Linked DNA regions of Hordeum vulgare: regions 1 and 2 are each linked to region 3. A link is a contact called in public Hi-C data. All regions are on one chromosome and are shown on one strand. The core of a region is the stretch at or near the end of the contact, and the rest is flanking DNA. Distances in the headings are between cores, read along the strand shown.

Evidence for each region. Hi-C and Micro-C count contacts between places; a contact is called where the count stands out from the background.
Region 1: a contact with region 3 is called in a Hi-C map of seedling, with 7 times the contacts expected there. The contact joins the promoter of LOC123400987 here to the promoter of LOC123403010 in region 3. A contact is called at or near these places in 3 of 6 Hi-C or Micro-C datasets (leaf and seedling).
Region 2: a contact with region 3 is called in a Hi-C map of leaf, with 3 times the contacts expected there. The contact joins the enhancer-like site here to the promoter of LOC123403010 in region 3. A contact is called at or near these places in 2 of 6 Hi-C or Micro-C datasets (leaf and seedling).

What each region holds. Positions count from the first base shown.
Region 1 is chr6H:488,394,288-488,396,987 of MorexV3_pseudomolecules_assembly, reverse strand. It overlaps LOC123400987 (ASC1-like protein 2), which reads right to left and starts at 1,439. Exons shown (of 6, transcript XM_045094704.1): 1 at 1,030-1,439; 2 at 240-469; 3 at 1-155. The coding sequence starts at 1,155.
Region 2 is chr6H:487,616,523-487,619,222 of MorexV3_pseudomolecules_assembly, reverse strand. No RefSeq gene overlaps it. Among protein-coding and RNA genes, the nearest start is that of LOC123405655, 95 kb to the right of the region's middle. Within about 2 kb of position 1,377, at least 1 of the 3 cell types and tissues checked has open chromatin away from gene starts, as enhancers often do. A contact at or near this core is called in leaf, where this site is marked.
Region 3 is chr6H:487,937,869-487,940,568 of MorexV3_pseudomolecules_assembly, reverse strand. It overlaps LOC123403010 (serine protease SPPA, chloroplastic), which reads left to right and starts at 1,316. Exons shown (of 12, transcript XM_045096987.1): 1 at 1,316-1,756; 2 at 2,111-2,294; 3 at 2,381-2,518. The coding sequence starts at 1,409.

The DNA of each region.
Region 1 (2,700 bases), core at 190-2,689, 460 kb before region 3:
TGAATATGTACGACATTACAATGAGAAAAACAGATGCTATGTGATGAGTCATTGAAAGGCCAAAGTCAGAACGCCTTGTTTCCCAAAAGAGAAGGGCAATTATTGAGTACATATAAAAACCAGCAGCATACATGTAAACCCCCTTTAATTTAAACCTGGAGACAGAAATGAATTTATTAATAATTTGGTACCAAAAAAGAACATTCCAATAAACATGGGGAAACTGAAGTTTATATTACTTCATTGTTTGATCTGGCCAAATTTGGTCTCCTGGTCCAACCCAGAAATTCATTGTGCTGGTGAACCATGGCTCGTTGTATGTCACAGCTAATGCCAGAAATTCCGCAGAAAGGAAATAAACGCCTTTCCAGGCGGATTCCTTAAACTTCCTGATCTTTATCCTCTCTGCATCTGTCTCGGAGCCAAGCCTCGCATCCCACTTCCCGAAAATCAGACGCCTGGCTAGCCGCTATACACAAAATCAATACAGGTGATAATTAGCTCATGGGTTTCGTCTACTATGATGAGCCCGCATTTTTTCCTGAAAATGGATTAGCTCATAGAGGAAGATGCCAAATAACTCAAAGGTGATAGTGCTCAGGTTTGTTTGCACAATTAAGTGGCCAGGTGCAGGAATGTGTGCAAGCAGAAACTGATGCATCCCCTTACGAACCCCCATCTCCTCGACTCGGATTATTTTACCGAAATGATAAAACGCAGTCATTAACATTTTCACTGTCATGACAGCATTTCTTCGTTCTAAAAACACCGAGTTGATCATGACCATGCTAGCAGCTGATCACAGATTTATAGCAAACAATTACCGCGAGAATTCATCGCCGGCACCCCATTCGCTTCAGAAACCACCACTTGTACTGCCAGTAACAAAATGACTCGAGCATTTTATTTTATTTTTCGAAAATCAAATGACTCGAGCATCACCTAGGTGATGGATCACGGGAGGCAGACAACAACGGAAATGATTCGAAACTTAGCGGGGCGGGGGGAAACCGTGTGCGCTGTCACAACCTCGAATGCGAAGCGGTCGAGGAGGAAGCGGACGGAGAGGAAGAAGGCGGCGAAGAAGGGGAGGGCCGCGAAGTCGGCGTAGGCGGGGTGGCTCTCCGCCTCCCAGTCGATTGGCGGGACGCCCATCGCGGCGGCTCGTCGTCCGGGATGCTGGCCCGCTGGGTGGTCGGCGCGCGGTCTCCTCTTTTTTTTTCGTTCGAGGCGAGACGGGTGGTCGGCGGAGAGGGAGAGCGGAGGCCGGTATATGGTGCGCGGTGCGAGAGGAGGCGCCCGACGGTCTGGGTGACCGGCGCGGCGGCGGAAGGCGACGGGTGGTCGGACCCTGACCGGAGCCAAGATGAACGGCTGAGCCGGGTTCTGCTTCCTGGGGTTGGCGGCTCCCTGACCAGTACTCCTATTCTAATTTGACCGGAATTTTGGGGTTCTACTAGAATATTGGACTTTTCCTCTTTCGAGGGGAGAATCTCGGACTTTGAGGGGAGCGCTCACTCCCCCCCCCCCCCCCCCTTCTTTTTCTTGGGCTAAAGTTCCGTTGGAAAATCAAACTTCAGGTGGCTTTCGTCCATGAAGACGTCCAGTGATACGCGTGTTTCGTCCGTAATACAAACAAATTCAAACATAATTCATACGGACACAATAAAATTTATGGGAACGGGCATAATTTATGTATAAGTCAAACGATATTTTCTCCGTCCAATTAAAATTTAATAAATCATGGCAACTAATAAGTTAAGAAATCATGGCAACTGATGAGAACGGCGATATAGAGCACCGGCGCGCGCTCCTAGTAAGTGGACCAATAGCGGAGGCTCGTTCTGTGGGCCTGTTCTTATAAATGCGTACGGGTTGTCTACTCACCTGTAGCTGTATACGTGCGTACTATATAAATATACGACCGCCTTCAGGTCAAACGAAAAGTATCGCCGGTACATAATATACATGACGTGGAGTGCACTTCGTGCAATTTGTTCCGTTTTGTATCGACGTCAGTTGTGTAGTAACGGATAAACATAAATGCGTACACGGTCCCACCTATGATATATTTGCCCCCCCCACCACCCCCATCGCCCCTTCCCCCACCCCCCAGGTTAAGACCTACATGAAAAAAAATTCATTTCGATCGATCTGCGGCGCGCTCAAACAGAACGATAGCTCATGGCAAGAGAGGAGGACGGCGGCAATGGGCTGGAGTTCCTAACAGATCCGATTGATAGGTATGCTTGTTTCTCCTAGTTCCTAGTGTGTGCTAGTCTGAATCATCTGCGGTAACAGTTTTCATGGGCTCCTGGATGTTGACATAGGTTCCCCTTGCCGGATCTTGCATCCAGCGACTTTACGCCCCCAAGCAACCGAGATTCAATCATCCCGGGGTCAGCTTCTGATTCTAGCATGGGAGATGTGGGTGACGCACCTCTTAGCATCCAGTTGGTCGCGAATGCCGATGGAGATGCACTGACCTTATCGACCACTGATTCGGAGCTGTCCACTGGGAAGGATGACCCTCAGACCGCCGGCTGGGCAAAAAGGTAATAACTGCTTCTTTTGTTCGCGAAGAAATTTGACTATTTTTGTTGTAAGGGAAGAAAAACATCTGGCCAATGTTTCATATTGAGAGATTGCTGGGGATCTGACGAACTGAAGCTATGTCATTTTAAACTGCAAACTCCGCTA
Region 2 (2,700 bases), core at 128-2,627, 320 kb after region 3:
ACCGGATGCCGGCGCGGAGGGGCACGGGTGGCGGGGCCCGGGCGCGTGTCGCGCGCGCTCTGGTGTCCTCCCCCGTTCTCCTTCTGTTCCTTCGTGCTGCCCCACGTACGGCCGCAGTGCTCGTGATCTCACGAACGGTGCAATAGGTGTGTGAATAAGAAGCTTGCTGAACAATCCATGACAACAAAATCAGAGTGGCGCAGCGGAAGCGTGGTGGGCCCATAACCCACAGGTCCCAGGATCGAAACCTGGCTCTGATAATGATTTTTTTGAATTCTTTTTTTCCCATGCCAGCGACTCATTGCAAGATAGGTCCACAAGAAAAAGGAGGAATAAATCACCTGCCGAACTCACTCACTCGCTCGCTAACCCCGGCACGGCCGGAAAGCGAAGATATAAACAAGATCGCATGCCTCGCCTTTGAGCTGTACTACCAGTACCGTGAGGCAAGTCTGATAATGATTTTTTTGAATTCTTTTTTTCCCATGCCAGCGACTCATTGCAAGATAGGTCCACAAGAAAAAGGAGGAATAAATCACCTGCCGAACTCACTCACTCGCTCGCTAACCCCGGCACGGCCGGAAAGCGAAGATATAAACAAGATCGCATGCCTCGCCTTTGAGCTGTACTACCAGTACCGTGAGGCAAGCAAGCTAGCTAGCTTTGTCGCCTGGCTGTGGCTGGTTGTGTATCTACGTTGTACAGCATAAACAAAGGAGCGGCGCTTTACTCGCCTAAGCAAAGTGTATTACTCCCTCCGTTCCATAATATAAGTCTTTTTTAGAGATTTCACTAGAGGACTACATACGGATGTATATAGACATACTTTAAAATATAGGTTAACTCATTTTGCTCCGTATGTAGTCTTTTAGTGAAATCGCTTAAAAGACTTATATTTAGGAACGGAGGGAGTACATAGCAGCAGTACGTTACGCACCAGCCAGTGCGAGTGTGCGATTATCATAATTAGCTAATCATGCGCGTGCACTAGTGCATGCTAATGCCAAATTGCATCGAAAGGGCGACGCCGACAGCCAGCGGCCCGCCCGCTACCTCGCCGAGAAAGAGAGGTCCGGCGGACACGAGTGGCGCCCGTCAGTCGCGACGTCGTCGCGTTGCCCCGCCTCGCCGCTTTCGGCTGTCGCGCCCGCCCGGCGAGCTGTCGGCCTCCCCGCGGCCGCCCCGTCGCTCTCCGGCCGGCCCCCCTGCTTTGCTTTGCCTTCGCTTTGCTCCCGTACGTGCGAGAGCGAGACGGAGGCACGGCGGCCGTGGCCGTGGGGACGTCGACGGCGACGTCAACTTTTCCTACGTGCGCTCGATCGCGTGGTGCTGGTGGTGGTGGTGGTGCCGTGCAGCCGCAATTCGTCGCGTACGTACGTGGTCGTGCCTATCCGTTCGACGCCGGTGAGTGGGTGGATCTCGCCCTGTGCTACGTGCCCGACCTAACTCGCCGGGGCCCGCGCGTCAGCCGCCGCCCGCGGCCGCGGCGACAGTGAAAATTCTGTTACGCGGGCGTCAGCCTGCGCCTCCGCCATTCGTATCTTCGGCGATTGCGATCGCCGGCCGGGCGAATCCTTCGAGATGGATCTCCACGAGAGGCTGACCCGGCCATACATACATACCTGTGGTTTCTCGTTATCGCATGTGACGGTGGAGCGGGGAAGAGACACGCACGCTCTCCTCCGGTGAAAACATCTCGTTCCACGTACGTACGTACGTCGTCGCGCGGCCTCGTCCCACCGAGGATTAATTCGTGGTCGACGCGGCAACACCTGCGTCGTCTCCGAGCGAGCGCGCGCGCGTCACTGATAAAGCAGACGCGGTTTCACCGCCGATCGCCTTCTGCTTTGCCTTGTGTGCTTTCGCTTTATCGTTCGTTCGTCACCGAGTTCCCTCTGGCTGTTCTGCTTGTGGACGATCATCCATGCTGAATTGCTGATAGTCGTGCGCTTTTAGTTTTTTTTTTTTTTGAGGGGTGAAAACTGCTTTATTGATCACTATTACGGATTAGAGGAATAATAGTAGTATCAAAGGGTTCGAGTAGCCACACATGGCGTCCCTCCCCTAAATGCAGAGCATATCTAGCTAAGTGGTGAGCTTCCATGTTGGATAATCTTCCTTCATGGGTAAACAAAATATGTTGAAAGTCACTCTTGCCATCAGATATTTCCTTGATAATAGGGCCGGTTATTCCTTCAGATCCCGAGTTGATATCTTGGATAGCATTCAAACAATCAAAAGCCACTGCAACCTTCTGCAGTAATACGTCTCGTCCCAAAGCTTGAGCTTCGCGGCATGCAAGGGTTTCTAGAATTAGAAGATCAGTTAACGTGCGCTTTTAGTTAATCCGATGATTGTTATTAGATCCTAAAGTAGTGTGGTTTCGTCCTGCGTGTGCAACGTGTGGACTGGGCCCAAAGGGGCAAAGCTGGATATGTTTCTTCCCTTTCATTTTTCTCTATACTTTTGTTGCGAGAAAGGAAAGGGGACACGGCGCTTGGAAATGTTAAATGTATTTCGTGGTCCAGGACTGATTACCCTTTACAACGGCTTTAACATTGTGTGGGCAGCAAACTTCAATCTCGCGACTTAAATGGACGTGCCCTTTATTCATCTTTTGTTCATTTGAATCGGTATGTTCGCCCCCTTTTGTAAGTAAATGGATGGACCTTGCGTCCAACGGGTGAACCCAAATCCTGT
Region 3 (2,700 bases), core at 67-2,566:
GACAAAAACTAATTCGACGAGGAGTTAAAGTTGATCGACGGTGCCCGATATGTTTAGTACTTATGAGGATGGTGGGCACATTTTTTCAAATGTAAATCAGTAAAGCAAATCTGTAGAACGGCTCAAACGGAAGACATACGACAAAATCTTCGTGATTGTTGTAGTCCGAAAGATGTGCTTATTCAAATATATAAACTTGATCGGCAAAAGGGTGCACGAGTAAGCATTCTTATGTGGCTTTGGTGGCATGAGAGAAACAAAGCTAATAAAGGGGAGGCAATAAGAAGCACGAATGAAATCATAGAATCTCTGGAAATTCACGAAAGTGAATACAATGAGCTATATAAGAGGAAATGCACTTAAACAATAACACCCAAGGATAGTTGTTGGAAACCTCCGGAGGAAAACTATCTCAAGATCAATATAGATGCAACTTTCACAAAGGAGACATGGACGGGAGGATGGGGTTTCATCATCAGAAACTTTGAAGGAGGAGTAGAAGCAGCAGGAGCAGGGAGACTGTGCAGACTATCTGAGGCAATTCAAGAAGAAACAATAGCCCTGTTGCATGCTGTTGAGAGAGCAAGCGAGCTGAGATGCAGGAATGTTATTTTTGAAACAGATGCACTGGTGGTGAAACAAGATGTCACTGGCGATGACTATGACAATTTAGTCTATGACGGTCTGTTCTGTGAAGCAAAATATAAATTTTTGTATTATTTTCAGTCTTTTTTCATCATGTGGTGTCCTAAGTCATGTAATGTAGCTGCTCATAAATTAGCGTCGTTTGGCGCGAGTTTGGTTGAACAAGAAGTGTGTATGTGGCTGATGCGATTGCTAGCGATTTAGGTGGACCGAATGTGTAATGGATTAAAGCTTTTCCATTTAAAAAAATACTCTCCCTGTTTCTAAATATAAGTCTTTTTAAATTTTTTACTATAAGACTACATATGAAGCAAAATGAATGAATCTACACTCTAAAGTATGTCCATATACATCTGTATGTAGTTTTATAATAATTTTTTTTAAAAACATATATTCAGAAACGGAGGAAGTACAAGTTTTGTTTGAAGAAAAGGAAGAACCGAAGAAAAAGCTGAAGAAATTCCAACCGAGCCTTCGTCGAGATATTTTCAACAGAGAGCTCAGAAAAGCGCCCATACTTTCACCTCACGCGCCCAACGTGGCGCCAAGTGAACCGCCCCACACCTATCGCCCCGAGCCGGCCACCTCCTCCGCTCCGCTCCCGACCCCACGATCTCTGGACCCCCCCAGCCAGCGCCATCTCCCCGCTCCGTCCCCCGCCCGCTTCCATTCCCTCCCACCACTCCACCCATCCCCCGACGCCGCGACCACGGGCGCGGCTCTTCCATCCCGCCCTTCCTTCCTCCCCGAAGCTTCGGGAGCAATGGCGAGGCTGCTCGTGCTCCGCTCGGCGCCTTACCACCGGTCCAGCCTCTCCGCCGCTGTCTCCTCCCGCTCGGCGTCCTTCCCCCGCCTCGCCCGCCGCCACCTCCCGTCGCCCCTCCGCGTGCCCGTCCGCGCCGTCGAGTCGTCCTCGGGGGCCACCAAGCAGGGGGAGGAGGCGCCTCTGGCCGCGGGCGAGGCCCAGGAGCCGCTGCCCACGGCGCCGGCGTTCGTGGTGGAGGAGCTCGGCTGGGGCACCCAGCTCGCGGTCAAGCTCAAGATGCTCGTCGCCCCGCCGTGGAAGCGCGTCCGCAAGGGCAGCGTCCTCACCATGACGCTTCGGGGCGAGGTGCGCTGCTCCTGCTCTTCGGCACCGCGCACTTGCTGATTTTGCTACCCTTCTCCATTTCGTGCATCATGGGAGAGCCTAATCATCTTAGCAGATGCCCTGGTACAGTGCTGTTTGTATTGTGGCCAGTTTACTTCTGCTGTTGCAGATCCTGGCACACGCCGTGTGCGTGTGCGTGTGCGTATGCTTGCGTGGGTGGGTGGATTGGCGTGTGTTCCGTTCGCTCATACGCACCTGCCACTGTATTTGGTCATTTTGTAATCTAGACATGTTTGGGCTTTGTTTGAACATTTGTTAGTCTTGATACTGTATTGTGTGGGTTTGGATTTTGATGGTGTGTTTCCGTGGTTGCAGATATCCGATCAGTTGAAGACCCGCTTCTCGTCAGGGCTCTCACTGCCGCAAATCTGCGAGAATTTTGAGAAGGCAGCGTATGACCCGCGGATATCAGGGATTTATCTGCACATAGAGCCGTTGAGCTGTGGATGGGGAAAGGCGGAGGAAATCAGAAGGCACATTGTGGATTTCAAGAAATCTGGTAATCACAAGCTTCTGCTGAATTTGGTGTATCACCTTTATGTTCATGTATGTCATACTATGACAAAGTGTTGGATATTTTTGTAGGTAAATTTGTTGTCGGTTACATGCCTGTCGGAGGGGAGAAAGAATACTACCTTGCTAGTGCATGTGCTGAGCTGTATGCACCGCCAAGTGCTTATGTTGCTTTGTATGGTCTAACCATTCAGCAGACATTTCTCAGAGGTAACTGCATGTACGGCGATAACATAATACCTCTGGTTATTGGTCAAGTGCACCATGATCTAGAAGCGTTATTTTCTGCTGATCCCCAAACCTGTTCCAAAATTACACTTGTTATGGTGCGACAGAACTATAGAAGTGTTTTGCTATTTTTACAGTAAATATCCTTCATCCTGTCATAACTT